Regions from separate parts of the Xenopus laevis genome. Here region 1 is linked to region 2. The links are chromatin contacts, called in public Hi-C maps. All regions are on one chromosome and are shown on one strand. The core of a region is the stretch at or near the end of the contact, and the rest is flanking DNA. Distances in the headings are between cores, read along the strand shown. Region 1 overlaps hdac7.L (histone deacetylase 7). Region 2 overlaps hdac7.L (histone deacetylase 7).

The links. Hi-C and Micro-C count contacts between places; a contact is called where the count stands out from the background.
Region 1: a contact with region 2 is called in a Hi-C map of the XTC cell line, with 4 times the contacts expected there. The contact joins two enhancer-like sites. A contact is called at or near these places in 2 of 4 Hi-C or Micro-C datasets (the XL177 cell line and the XTC cell line).

The regions. Positions count from the first base shown.
Region 1 is chr2L:151,986,493-151,989,192 of Xenopus_laevis_v10.1, forward strand. hdac7.L (histone deacetylase 7) reads left to right here. Exons shown (of 26, transcript XM_018247526.2): 4 at 1,845-2,017; 5 at 2,446-2,521. The coding sequence starts at 1,892. Among protein-coding and RNA genes, the nearest start is that of LOC108708625, 69 kb to the right of the region's middle. Within about 2 kb of position 1,374, at least 1 of the 7 cell types and tissues checked has an H3K27ac peak or open chromatin away from gene starts, as enhancers often do.
Region 2 is chr2L:151,830,757-151,833,456 of Xenopus_laevis_v10.1, forward strand. The region is part of intron 1 of hdac7.L (histone deacetylase 7); the gene reads left to right. Among protein-coding and RNA genes, the nearest start is that of hdac7.L, 9.1 kb to the left of the region's middle. Within about 2 kb of position 1,390, at least 1 of the 7 cell types and tissues checked has an H3K27ac peak or open chromatin away from gene starts, as enhancers often do.

The sequences.
Region 1 (2,700 bases), core at 124-2,623, 160 kb after region 2:
AGTGTGGGTTGCGGGTCGGGTTTAAGAAAATTGGTTCATCGCAGGACTCTATACTGGGCTGCACATCTGAGTGATGCAAGCTATGGGGGTGTTCCCCGTTAAATGCAGTGCTGCCAAACGCCAATAAATTAGAGTGAGGTGCAGCTCATTCTAGGAGTACAATTTGCTGCACATTATGGTGCCATGTACAGAGTACTGCTTTGTGCAAGTTTTTTGCACATTGCTCCATACATTGTAAATCAGCTCTATTCTTAGATGGGGTGCTGAGCCACTCATTTTATTAGTAGGAGGCTGCTTGCATATCTCCCAACTGTGCACCCCTGCCAGTCATAAGTGCCCTAGTGTCACTTGAGGTGTATCTCAAGCCTTAGGTCATTAAATAATCATTATGTTGGGAGATTTTCTGTATATAGTTATCTGATGTTTACCAAAATGTTTAGTGCTCTGCTTTGTTTATTTATTCTACTTTTCACTTAACTGGTTTCCAAGACCTCCTTAAATGGCAACACAGTTCCTAGCAAACCTTAGCTCTGAGATTTAATTGTGGTTATATAGACGAAAGCCCTATGCGTTTTGTGCCCGATTTAAAATGTATATTTTATTGGACTGACAAAAGACAAAAGCCTTATGCCTTTCATGCCTTAAATTTTATTACAGGAGCATAGATGAAAATCAGTCACGTTTTGTGCTTTTGATTTGATATGTAGATTTAATTGTTAGAACACAGATGAAAGAACAAAGCCTTACGCGTTTCGTTCCTTGATTTGCTATCTGGATTCTATTGCAGAAACATAGACAAAACACTGTGGCATTTTGTGCTTCAAAATATACATTAGAAATCAAGACACAAAACACTCAAGCTATTTGATTATGTTCCTGCAATAAAATCTATGTCTGTCTATACCTGGTGTTGAGTCCTATTAGCTACCTTCCATCTGTGAAGCTGAAGGTCTGGGGCATGAGCACCCAGCCCCCTCAATACTGTTGGTGAGCTATTATTCTTTTTGTTGGTAGTGTGCCATTCTCTATTAAATAAGCTTCATTATCTGATGAGATCCAACCTAAACTAACACGCACTGGATAAAAGTACCTACGTCTTTAGAGAGCTTGAAAACTTCACGGAGTCCAAGCATGTTTCTCTCTGCCCCCACTTCCCCAAGTATTCAGGGAAGCTCTGTAGGTAAAACAATTGTGTAGTCAATGCTATATATAGATTACAAAATCGTGACACTGACAAAGGGCAGCTCGCACAGGTTTAAGCTAGTGCAAAGGGCTCCAACACACCTACAGTGTATTTGTACAGAAGCAGCTTGTATAAGAAGCAGCCATACATTGCGGAATGCCTGTGTCCCTTTGTCGCACAGCTAACATAACACCTCTTTACTGCTTTTGTGTTGAAGTGTCACCTTGTTGAGGAAAGAACCTGGTAGAATAAACAAGACCATTCTTTCTGGGAATGGGATTAAAAGACATAACCATGTCATGGGAACAGGTACAGCTATGTCCCTGTTGTTATATCTTACATAAACATACACATATTCCATATAAGGCTTCCACGGTGACTGCTCTAAATTTAAGGGAAAAGGGCAATCATATGGGTATATTATACTGGCCAGTTCTAAGAATTGTTGTTTATGTTTTTATTAAGTACAAGAAGGGCACGTCCATGGTATCATTCTTGGCACTAGTCGTTGGATTGCACGTCGTCTGTGCAACCTTTATAGAAGATGTAATACATTAATAACCACAATAATGTATAGAATTTGATGCCACTCCAGAAAAGCCTTAAGTTTAATGTTGATAACGATGGCCCAGCTCATGTTATGGTGCTTTTTGTCTTGCAGTGGATTTGAGTGCCCCAGTCAGCACAATCTTGACTCAGGCGAATCCCATGGCATTCCAGATTGTCCATCGCCTTGGTCATCACACTGAGCCAACACTTCTGCCCATCAAACAATCCCAGCCACAGCTCTACTCAAATCTCTCCCAGCACCAGCCAGTGGAACACCAATTGCGGGTAGGTCTTTGTAATCCATTTTTGTTGTTTACTCTTGACCATAGAAAGATAAATAGGACTGCATCAAGATTTCATAACAGCATAGTATAGTATTTGTTATACTCTTAATTATATGGATAAATGCAGATGTGCAGACAGCAATAAACTGTGCACACAAGTAGCTATACTCTCTTTAGTTAAAGAAACACCAACTACATTTGTTATATATGTCTTCATGACTGCATCTTAACAGGCGGCGTTTTGATTCTGCTTGTTTTATGGTAAAACTTCAATAAAATATTTGAAAAAGAAAAGAAGAAACAGCAACACCTGGAAAGGAATATAAAGGTGTAAATATTCCAGCTGCAGGTTTGCTGTAGACTAGTCTCGACATCTGTTCTTTACTACAGCTATAGTTTTGTAATATAATTGCGTGTTCTCTCTCATAGCTGGGTACAGAGCCAGCCTGTCGGAATGCAGAACCAAATTTACGGCAGCTTGTGAACAAGGATAAAGGAAAACCAAGTAAGAATCAGTATCTTTTATAAATCAGTGGATTATACTCGGTACATTAATGCACATGGGATATCGCTTTTAGAAACGTTCCTCGAGCATTCTGAAGCTTATTCTTCATTTTTACCAGTCATCACATTCTGCACCTCAAACCTGGCATCTTTCCAATCATAAGGGGACATTTATCCATT
Region 2 (2,700 bases), core at 140-2,639:
TTGTGTATGTTTAGCTGGGAAGTATTAAAATGCTTTATGAATTGGGAAAAATGTATCCGCTTGTTATAAAATATAATGATATTAGAAGTGAATGAGGGACCTTAGCTACTAGTGGTATAAACAGAACAGAAAATTCACTTAAGCTCAATAAAGTATCTGGAGTTTGGATTGATAATTAAAAGTGGCAAATAGCTGCATCCTAAACGTTTGCTAAAGCTGCCCATTCATCACTTTGGAAAACAATTTAGTTTATGGGTTCAGTAATTCATTCCTCATACAACAAAGCCTGCATGTGAATTAAACACAGAGCTGGAAATCCACAGGGACACTGTAACCCAGATCATAATATTTTGTATTTACAGGAAAAAGGGACCATGTATTTGGCATGTCACTTGGAAATTATACTGTAAATATACTGCCGAGCTTTTATTCAATAGGAAATTGTAGTGTGGAGAGAGAAGAAACAGGGAAACTGCTACACAAATCTCTCGCATACAAGAAAATATATTGTTGCCTAGATTACAATGCAAAAAGGAAACTATAACACAACGAGGAAACTGAATCACAGAAGGCAAAAATCAACAGGAAAAATAACAAATGGAGCTTCCTGTCTGCAGAGTGTAGGAATTGTGAAGTTGGAGAAATAGATATGGCGTGCTGATACGGGCACACTGTGGGAGAAGTGGATCCATACTCACATAGTACGTTAGGTTGAAAAAAGACACACGTCCATCAAGTTCAACCATTTAACTTTTTTAACCTGCCTAACTGCTAGTCGATACAGAGGAAGGCAAAAAAAACCCCATATGAAGCCTCTCCAATTTGCTTGAGAGGGGAACAAAAATCCTTCCTGACTGCAAAATGGCAATCGGATTAGTCCCTGGATCAACTTGTACTATGAGCTATCTTCCATAACCCTGTATTCCTTCACTTGCTACATTATAAGGCAGTTGTCCCCAACTAGTAGCTTACGAGCAACATGTAGTTCGCCAACCCCTTGGATGTTGCTCTCAGTGGCCTCATCCTTTAGATGCTGGAACATTGTTCTTGGGTTTTGTTTCTAAAATAACATACAGTAAGTGAGGCTGGGAACATGCTGGGCAATAAAGCTTGGCTCCCAGTTGGTGTTCAAGAATGTCATTGTACACTGAGTCAAGGTGTGTTTTCACTGGAGACTAAAACGCAATTAACTGCTCCAAAGTTTTATTCCTTGAAGTAATTATGTATTTAAGCCAGCTGCTTCTTCTTGCTTCTCCCAAACCTATACTTTGTCTGCCAGCCTATCTCATGGTGAAGATAGCATTTCCACGGGCAGTGGCATAACCGAAGTGCACCGGGCCCCCCTGCAAAAAAATCTTCAGAAGGGCTCAGCACACAGCCTCCCGCCCACTTCCCATCTTCGCCCACTTTCCATCCAGAGTCTGCCCACTTCCCACCCAAACTCCGCCCACTATCCACCTCGTGCGGACGCCCTCTGCTTCCCCACTGCTGGTAATAGAGCGGCTTGGGAAGGGAGAGTTCTTGTCGGCTATAGAGGAAGCAGACCCCGCAGTCCAAGCCCCCCTTTTCTCCAGGCCCCCCTGCGACTGCGGGGTCTGCTCTGGATAGTGGCCTTAAATTGCACAGGGTGTTGGTACAGTAGGTGATATAGGCTGCTTACTATAAAAAAAAGTCATGTTCCCAATGAATAGTTCTCTTGAGCTGAAGTTACTTCCAAAAAGATTTGGAACTCGGCAGTAAGAGTTCCAGCTGAGGACATTCAATTTTAGAAGAGGTGTCTGAATAAGTTTTTTCTATATAGTGTATTTTATTCCTAAGGGAAACTAAACCAAAACGTTTACACTGGTCAGTGGTCTGCAGTTTTTTTAATGCTGTCTCTAATTAATGTACCACATCACATTTCCTGCCAACCCTCCTTATCAAGTGTCATATGGTAACTAATGCAGAAAATATGTGTTGATTTCAGTATGTAGAGTAGAACCATTACACCACCCAGTGGCATATGATGCACTGAGCCCCTATAAATCCATTATGGTTCCACATTTTACCTTAACTGACACTGGGAGGCCTATTTACTAAAGGTTGAATTTTAGTGGTATTAGAGCTTTTTGAAACCATGATTAAACACTATTCTCTAATATGCCATGAAAATTATTAAAAGATCCAAATATAAAAAATACAAACAAAAAAAAAAACACTGAACAATGCACTAAAAGATACAAAAACCTCTAGAAACTCTAAAAATTCAAGTTGTGCTAGCATAAAAAAATCCGAAAACCCAAGTCTGAATGGCTAAAACAATGTCCAATAATACCAGCACAGCTCCCATTGACTTCTATAGGACCTTGTCTGCTTTTACTTGCCAAAGTATTGCATTAGAGTATTTCGTGGTTTTTTACACTTAATAAATTTCAAACCTTTAGATTTTTGGAGAAATTAAAAAAGCATGCATTTTTAGAGAAAAAAATGATTTGTGAAAAAAATAGAAATCTGAATTTTAGTAAATTAGCCCATTAGTCCCTCATGTTCAGCTGACTGTTACACATGAAACGTGCACAATTGTAGCTCAAAAACACTGACTAGCTCAATAAAACTAAATTGGTCAAACAATATATTTTATTCATTACCAGTTTGCCACTTCTTTATTACCAATATACTTATCATTAGTGATGGACGAATTTATTCGGCAGGTGCAAATTC